2 separate regions of the Sus scrofa genome follow, and region 1 is linked to region 2. A link is a contact called in public Hi-C data. All regions are on one chromosome and are shown on one strand. Each heading gives the region's core, a stretch centred on a gene start, on an enhancer-like site or on the middle of the called end of the contact. The rest is flanking DNA. Distances are from core to core; before and after follow the strand shown. Region 1 holds the start of PSEN2 (presenilin 2). Region 2 overlaps ITPKB (inositol-trisphosphate 3-kinase B).

The links. A called contact is a pair of places that touch in the nucleus more often than the background predicts.
Region 1: a Hi-C map of liver shows a contact between it and region 2, with 2.4 times the contacts expected there. The contact joins the promoter of PSEN2 here to the enhancer-like site in region 2. A contact is called at or near these places in 1 of 5 promoter capture datasets (liver), 5 of 47 Hi-C or Micro-C datasets (embryonic fibroblasts and liver) and 1 of 2 datasets of contacts at active chromatin or transcription factors (alveolar macrophages).

Annotation. Positions count from the first base shown.
Region 1 is chr10:14,542,970-14,547,439 of Sscrofa11.1, forward strand. PSEN2 (presenilin 2) reads left to right here and starts at 1,703. Exons shown (of 10, transcript NM_001078666.1): 1 at 1,703-1,843; 2 at 4,409-4,470. The coding sequence starts at 1,703. It overlaps LOC100510923 (a long non-coding RNA gene), which reads right to left. Exons shown (of 4, transcript XR_305804.3): 3 at 3,514-3,612; 4 at 1,315-1,895.
Region 2 is chr10:14,422,848-14,427,090 of Sscrofa11.1, forward strand. The region is part of intron 3 of ITPKB (inositol-trisphosphate 3-kinase B); the gene reads right to left. Among named protein-coding and RNA genes, the nearest start is that of ITPKB, 45 kb to the right of the region's middle. Within about 2 kb of position 2,229, at least 8 of the 83 cell types and tissues checked have an H3K27ac peak or open chromatin away from gene starts, as enhancers often do. A contact at or near this core is called in alveolar macrophages and liver, where this site is marked.

The sequences.
Region 1 (4,470 bases), core at 453-2,952, 120 kb after region 2:
AGTGTTGTCAAAAAAAAAAAAAAAAAAAAAAGCAGTCACAGACCCTGCCAAGCGGAACGGAACTGGCCGGGTCAGTAGAAGGAAGCGTCCTGCTCTGTTTGAAAATCATCGATTCTGGGGGCAACTGACGTGGAGAGGAACTTGGAGCCGAGAGCAGCCCTGGCTGTCCCTGTGGCCTGAGGCTCGGCCCAGGGTTCAGGGAGGCTAGTGACAGGGACGCTGGCCCTGCTGGCAGCTCAGCTGTCCTGTTGGGGGTTGGAAGGCTTGGGACTGCCTGGCGCCCACGTGGTGCTCCAACCACACCACTGGGGCAGCACAGCGTCTTCAGGGACCGGCTCCGTCCTGTGTAGTCCCTTCAGCCTTGGTTTTCCTGTGAGTCCTGCCCTCAGCTATACTTCCCCAACACACACACACACACACACACACACACACACGTGCTCGCTTCTCGTGGTCTTGGCTCACTGCTCCCGTGGCTGCCACTTCTCAACTCATGACTCTCATCTCCTTCCCCTGCTCCCGACACGGGGCACTCTCCCCACCACCCCAGGCAGCTGCCCCTTTTCGCCCATTTACATTCAGTAGGTTCCTGGATCAGATTAACCGTTATTTACCCGTCCTGGACTCTGTCCTGTTCCATCCCCCACCTCTGACCCTGACTGTCTCCCTCCCACTGTTTCTGGATTCTCTGCCCTCGCTCTCATCCATCTTGCTGCCACCTTAAGCCTGATTCACTTCCCATGATTGTCTCCCTCTCTTCTTTTTACCCCTTTCTTAGTCAGTGGCCAGACATATTTATTTTTTTAGGGCTACACCTGCAGCATATGGAGGTGCCCAGGCTAGGGGTCAAATTGGAGCTGCAGCTGCTGGCCTACACCACAGCCACAGCAACACCAGATCCAAGCCGCATCTGTGACCCACACCACAGCTTGCAATAACGCTGGATCCTTAACCCACTGTGTGAGGCCAGGGATTGAACCCATGTCCTCACGGATACTAGGCAGGTTCTTTTCTGCCGAGCCATAACAGGAACTCTGCCAGATATGTTTGTAACCAGAGATCTGATCTGTCACCTCTGTCCTTGGGGGATGAAGTATATCTCCTTAACATGGCACCAGAGACCCTCCACAGCACCTCTCCCCAAGCCCCAGCAGTGCCAGGCTCTGGCTAGAACATTCTTCACACCCTCTGCCCTTCCCTCCCACCTAGGAAAGTCTGTCTCCATCAGATGACGTTATCGTCTCTATAAAGCTTTCCTGATCTCTGAGATGTAATTCTTCTTTGTGCTTCAGTACCTCTTGGTGAACACCTGGATTATATCATTTGTCACATTGGATAGCTGGTTTTTATTGGTTTTAGGACAAAAGTGTTGGCACATTATGGGTACTGAACGGGTGTTTGTTGATTCAATAAGTGAGTGTACTGACAGTCTGGAGTGGCCAGGACATTTTTGGTTGGGAGTTTTGCCCCATGGACTGGATCTCCTCTGGCCAGTCCCTCTTGAGGCTGCTACAGCCTCTGTGGTGGCCCCTGGGGACCGTGGCTTTATAGCAGCCCTTTGACACTTGTGTCCTAGGTGGTCAGTTTGGGCAGGACCTGAGTCCAGGTCTTAAAGCTGCCTCTCACCCTCCTCTGCCTTTGCCTTGTAGGAAAGTGGAACAGAGTCCGCTGTGCTCCTTTTCCAGGCACTTTCGGAGGAGGGGCCATGCTCACTTTCATGGCCTCTGACAGCGAGGAAGAAGTGTGTGACGAGCGGACGTCCCTGATGTCGGCCGAGAGCCCCACGCCTCGCTCCTGCCAGGAAGGCAGGCAGGGCCTGGAGGATGGAGAGAGTGCTGCTCAGTGGGTAGGTTCCTGCCAGTGGTCTGAGGCCCCCAGACAGGGCCCTGGGTCCGTACCTAATGGATAGAAACAGGAGGGAAGGGAAAGAGCAGATGAGAATTGGCTGAAAGGACAGGTGGTCTGCTGAGTGGATCTTAAGTCTGTGAAGGCTTCACAGTAGACTCTGCACGTACACAGCCTGTTAAAGGTCAACTCTGCAGGGCGCTGAGTGATTCCTTCCGCCCTGGCCCTGCCCATTGGGTTCCCCTTCCTAGTGCAGGTTACTGTTTCAATAGGAACCAGAGAGTGAGTTTGGATGCTGGGACAGGCAGCACAGAAGCTAGGAAATTGAGGAAATTGCTGGAGAGAACTTTTTTGGTAGATGGCCAGACATGGTAACCAGGAGAGTGGTATACCTGTCTCACGTTTGGCTTTGGAGCTGGTTATGTGTCTTCGTCCATTCAGGCCACCAGCACAAAATTACTGTAGCCTGCGTGGCTTATAAACAACAGAAATGTATTTTTCACTACTCTAGGGACTGGGAAGTTCAAAGTCAAGGTGCTGGCAGCTCTGATTCTGTTGAGAGCCCACTTCCTGGTTCATAGGTGGCTGATTTCTGTATCCTCACGTGGCAGAAGGTGGGAGGGCACTCTCTGGGTCCCCCTTTATAAGGGCACGAATCCCATTCATGAGGGCTGCACCCTCATGACCTAGTCATCTCCCAAAGGCTGCACCTGCAAACATCATCACAGCCTGTGAATTCGGGGGACACAGACGTCAAGCCCATAGCAGGAGGGGTGGGCTGCACTGTGTGGTCTTAACCTCTGCAGCCTGCAGGACAGATTATTACATTATGAACTGGAGGATATATGTGGGAGAGTGACCAGCCAAGCCACCTTCCTCCCCATCAGGGTAAAACTACACCTGAATCTGCCTGAATTCCCATCTCCATTTCACCTGTAGGATTTCTTTATTCCAGTAGGCCTTGTTCTCCTTTGCTGAAACTTGAGCTCCCTTCTGTCCTCCTCTGGGCTCCAAGAGAGATCTCATCAGCTCAAGGCTACGGAATAGCTACTCCAGAGCCATTTCTTTCTTTCTTTCTTTCTTTTTTTTTTGCCTTTTCTAGGGCCGCTTCCCACAGCACATGAAGGTTCCCAGGCTAGGGGTTGAATCGGAGCTGTGACCACTGGCCTATGCCAGAGACACAGCAACACAGGATCCGAGCCTTGTCTGCGACCTACACCACAGCTCACAGCAATGCCAGATCCTTAACCCACTGAGCAAGGCCAGGGATTGAACCCGCAACCTTATGGTTCCTAGTTGGATTTGTTAACCACTGAGCCATGATGGGAACTCCCGGAGCCATTTCTTTTTTTTTTTTTTTTTTTTTTGTCTTTTGTCTTTTGTCTTTTTTTTTTTGCTGTTGTTGTTATTGTTGCTATTTCTTGGGCCGCTCCCGCGGCATATGGAGGTTCCCAGGCTAGGGGTCGAATCGGAGCTGTAGCCACCGGCCTACGCCAGAGCCACAGCAACTCAGAATCCGAGCCGCGTCTGCAACCTACACCACAGCTCACGGCAACGCCGGATCGTTAACCCACTGAGCAAGGGCAGGGATCGAACCCGCAACCTCATGGTTCCTAGTCGGATTCGTTAACCACTGCGCCACGACGGGAACTCCCCGGAGCCATTTCTTACTCGTTTCTTTGTCTTTTCTTTCCTGGAGTTTTTGCGCATCTCAGTTGTTTTTAGTTGTTTTCCCTTCCTTCTCAACTGAATATCTAGATGAAATTCTCTCTGCAAAGAACAGACACCAAAGAACAGTCATTTTAAATGTTCGTTTCATTTGGCTTTGTCTTGGCTGTTCACATAATTAACAAGGCAGCTAATGACCCTGAATGATCACAATTCCAAAACAGGTTCTTGCAGATCAGCTTGTGCCAGCATCTGGCAGGCGTCCCCCATCCTCCTTCGCTGCCTCCTCGTTTCGCTCTCCCACCTCCCATGGCCCAGATCCTCCCCGGGCTTGATGCTCAGTTCGCCTCTTTGGTTCAGAGCTGCAAATGTTGCATGCTGGATTTAGGGGGGGCGGGGGCGGGAGGGGGGCACAGAAAATTCAAAGTCATTTCTTCCTCTGCAAATTCCCCGTGTCTTGATTACAAAGAGAGTCACCCTTCTAGTTTGTCCATTTTGATTTGCCAACCAAAAATGTTTACTCTCTGCCTTCCTCCTGTCACCTGGCCTGTCCCCTCCCAGGCTGGTAAGGCCATGTGAACAGAGCCGAGTTGCATCACGAGTCCCTTCCTGAGGGTGGGGAAGGTCTTTAGATGCAAACACCATTCTGCCCACCGTCTCTTCCACGGCTGCCTCGGCCTGCCTCCGGGCATCTCTCAATCTCTGGTTGTCCCCAGAAACTTTTCAGATGTCCTGGAATCCCACCGCTCCCACCTCTAACCTACAGCCCACAGCCTGGTCCTTACATCTGGAAAGCGACATTCAGATGTCTCGTGTCCAGTTCCCAAACACCCCCATGCTACATTGGTGGGCCACCCATGGGGGGCGTCCCGGGGCCCTCACAGCTGCTTTCCCACAGAGAAGCCAGGACAGCGAGGAGGACCACGAGGAAGACCCTGACCGCTATGTCTGCAGTGGGGT
Region 2 (4,243 bases), core at 979-3,478:
GCTAGATGGGAAAAGGACCTGAACAAGAATGCATGTACGTGTATATATATATATAACTGAATCACTTTGCTGTACACCTGAAACTAACCCAATACTGTAAACCAACTCTATTCCAATATAGAATAAAAATTAAATGGGAAAAAAAAGACAAGCATAGACAAATGTAATAAAGGCTTGGAGTATTCAAAGATAAAAAAAAATAAAGATATTCGATAATGAGAAAGAAAGAGAGACAAAGAAATGAAGAAAGAGAGAAAGAGAGAAAGAAATTCAGCAATCTGCCCAAGGAGCAGAGCTAGAATTCTACTCTAAGTCATCTGACTCCACAGCTTACACTCTTTCCATTACACTAGGCTGCCTGTCAGAATGACTTTTTTATTTTTATTTTTTTTAATCTCCCTTGTCTGGCTTCTAAACTTTCCCAGGTTTTCCGCAGGCCCCAGCCCAGCTCAACTTTCCACTTGGGTAAAAAGAACATCATCCCAGCTGCTGTCCTTGGTCACATGAAATGGTGGGAAGAGGTTTCACAAACACAAGTCCAAACGCCTCTAAATAAACATGGAAGTGGACATCCTTTTTAAGGGGTGAGCTTCTAAAGAAAGCACCCCTGTTCTGAAGCCCTAGCATCCTCCGTGGAAATCAGTGCCAATCTCCCACCCCCCACCCAGTCACAGAGGAGCTGAGCTGAGGCTGAACTTGGCCCCAAGGCCCATGTCCTCCTTCAAAAGCCTGGGGGTCTGGGCCATGTTGGAAGGGAAAGTCACAGCCCAGTCACCCACCCAGGTGACTCCAAAGAAAAAGCTGGAGGGTGCCTGGCATCCCAGGTGACCTGTGGAACAGTTTGAGCCCAGAAAAGGCGGGGAAGGAAAAAAGAGGAAAGAGAGGAAGGAAGGAATGAAACAATGAAAGAAATGAAGAAAGAAAAAAGGAAAGAAATGGAGAAAAAAAGGAAAGGAAGGAAGGAGGAAAGAGGGAGGAACGAAGGTGGGAAGGCAGCCTGCCAGCAACACCAGCACTTTAAAAGCCTTTTTCCCCGTGTGAACACTGCCTCTCCTTTCTCCTTTTCCTCTTTTCCTAACTTGCACCAACAACCCGCAGACAACAAAATCTCCACACCAGGCCCTAAGTCTCCTGGGCCTGGGAGCTGCTTCAGACCCGACAGAGCTCGCAGGTCAGGGAACAAAGCAGGCCCTTCCAGGCAGCACTGCTACAAGAGACCCTCTGGTCAACCTGCTTTTCCAGAAGCTGGACTAAAGTTCCTGTTGGAAAGAGGAAGGCCCAGGAGCCCAAAAGCAGAGCACAGAAGACCCTGAAGATGGCCCCGGGCTTCTAGAAGTGGTCAGGCCCCTCCAGCAGCCCCTGCCTCTCCACCTGCCTCTCCCTGGCTGGTCTAAACCCAGCACCATCCAGCCACACTGAGAACCTCTTTGCACACAGAGATTAGGGAAACCCTTGTCTATGAGTCAAGGTTTTAGAACCTAATTTCTAGACATCAGATCCACTTCTTAGGAGGGTCTAGAGACCACTGCCTGCTGCCCGGCCCACCTTTACACGGTGACCCTTTGTCAGCAACTGAATGTACAGCAAGCTGCAGTACAGTCCACACACACACATACAAACACACACCTGAAAACATAGGTTTCACGAGACAGTACTTGCCACCACTTTGTGGGATGCTCTCTGACCTATGTATCGACTATATTCTAGTTCATGAACACACGCTGGCTGTGACCCATCTATACTGACCCCACGATCCACAGTCTGAAACCCGCTGTGGTTCATAGGAGGCAGTCATCCCATTATGAGTTAACCTCATCTGACCAGGGATCAGACAGAAGGTATCGACCTCTGGCAGCTGATGTGGGTCTCACTGCCCTTTCCTGGAAACTCATTCCTCCACAAAGCCTCAGGCTGGTGCTTTTAAGAGAATTCAAGTTCCCCCAGGGCCCCAGCCTCAGGGGTCTCCCAGCACACTGTGCTGGCTTCTTTGTCTTGGGGACAGCTCTAAAGAACTCGCTGTGTTGTCCCAGAACCGTGCTAGTAACCTTTAAGACGGCACAGAGAATATGAGAAGGGTCAGAGGACCAAAGACAGGTCAATATTTGCCTCATGTTCTGCCAAACTGGATTCTGGAAGCTTCCGACTGGCAAACACAGTTCTTAACGCACTGAGCCACAAAGGGAATTCCCACAGTGACATTCTGGATGGAGCAATCCTTTGCCCTGCTCTGCACTGTTGGAGGCTGGGCAGCCTCGCTGCTTTGCACCCGCACAAAACCAACAGCAACTCCCTTCCAGCTGTGACAGACAAAAATGTCTCTAGACCCAGAGATTACATGTTGCCAGGGCAGTGTTTGAATTCAAGTCTCCTCATTCCTCCTGTCTTCACAGAAAGCTGGGAGGGAGACTGAATAGGATCAATCACAAAAACCAGGAGCTGGACTTACCAGGAATGGCCTGCTAGGCCAACGTCAATAATAAAAGCAGGGAGGGCCATACGCTCCTATTAAAGATACACATTGGGTGGTTTTTTGGGGGCAGGGGTTGTTTAACTTTAGGGCCACACCGTGGCATATGGAGGTTCCCAGGCTAGAGGTCGAATCAGAGCTACCACTGCCAGCCTAAACCACAGCCACAGCAACGCTGGATCCTTAACCCACCGACTGAGGCCAGGGATGGAACCCAGGTCCTCATGGATGCTAGTAAGGTTCCTAACCTGCTGAGCCACAATGGGAACTCCCAAATATACCCACTGCGGTGGCCCCTGAGACACTACAGAGCCCCACCACCACTTCGAACCCCCAGAGTGGGGCTCAGCAAGAGGATGAGGGTAGAGAAAGGAGGGGGAGAGGGAGGCTCAGGACCAGGAAGATGGGAGAAAGGCAGGGCAGGGGAAAAGCCCAGCGTCCCCTAGGCCTCCTCCTTGGCTCTTGGACGGCGGTGCCCTCAGTCCTCCAGCCCCGCCTGCCCCTCACTGAGGACACCCAGCTTCGTGCACTCCCCACTCATTAATGCCCCTCCCTGGGGAATCTCTGAATTCAGTACACTTGGTTGTAATCCTGGCTTTATCGATTATTAGCTGTGTGATTTGTGTGTGTATCTTTTCTAGGGCTGCACCCGTGGCATATGGAGGTTCCCAGGCTAGGGATCTAATCAGAGCTGGTGCCACCAGCCTACGCAATAGCCACAGCAACGCCGGATCTGAGCCACGTCTGTGACCTATACCACAGCTCACAGCAACGCCGGATCCTTAATCCACTGAGCAAGGCCAGGGATCGAACCCGCAACCTCATGGTTCCTAGTTGGATTCGTTAACCACTGAGCCACGTTAACTGTACTAGCTGTGTGATCTGAGCCAACAATTTAATCCCTTTAAGCCTTAGTTTTCCATATTTGTGAAACGGGCGTAATAGTTCTGCTCACAGTTTTGCTGAAGGATTAAATGAGAACTAAGCAGGCGCACAGGAAGTGCTCCTGGTAGCCAGAGTCAGATGTAAGGGACAACCCCAGAAGGTAGATGATAACCTTATTCTTCGGCCCCAACTGCCAGCTCCCACCTCTGACGAGGTCCCAGCTAAGACAGGAAAGGATGGCAGGCCAGGCCCTGCACTTTCTCCTCTGTTTCCTGAGGGCCCCGTCTTCTAGGTGGAGCATTAGCAGCTCTTGTTTCTCAGGGTCCCTTCAGCGACAAAGGGACCGTTAAGATGACTTTCTTCCGGAGAAGGTGCTGCTGGCATTAGCAATGAGCAAAACAACACGCGATACCCTAACATCCAGTGAGGGCCCTGTGTATTTTCTAAGTGTCTCATCACATTTACTAAGGTCACAGAATCCCACAGCAGAGATACTGCAGGCATGACGTGATCCCAGCCTCGCCCTTAGGCTTGAGTCCCATAAGGACTGTAGGGGGCGCCATCTGTCCCCCCAAGTGCATGGATCACACTTGGGGATGCCAGCTTCCTCCTTAAGGACAGACAGAGTGTCCCTAGTTAAAAAGAGGACACCCCCGGATGTTAATTCATCCAGCCTTCTTGGGGCCACATCATACCAGCAGCCACCGAACAAACTGGTTCGCTGTGATCTGGAGGCGTTATGACCTGAGGACAACACCACATAGTTCACCGGACTAGAAAACACGGGCACGTGGCGACTGCACATTGGTAGGTGCAGGAGGAAATCCGCTGGCACAGGCTACGTGCCTGTGGCGACTCAGTTAAGCTTTCTGCACGTGTTCCCTTGTCTGA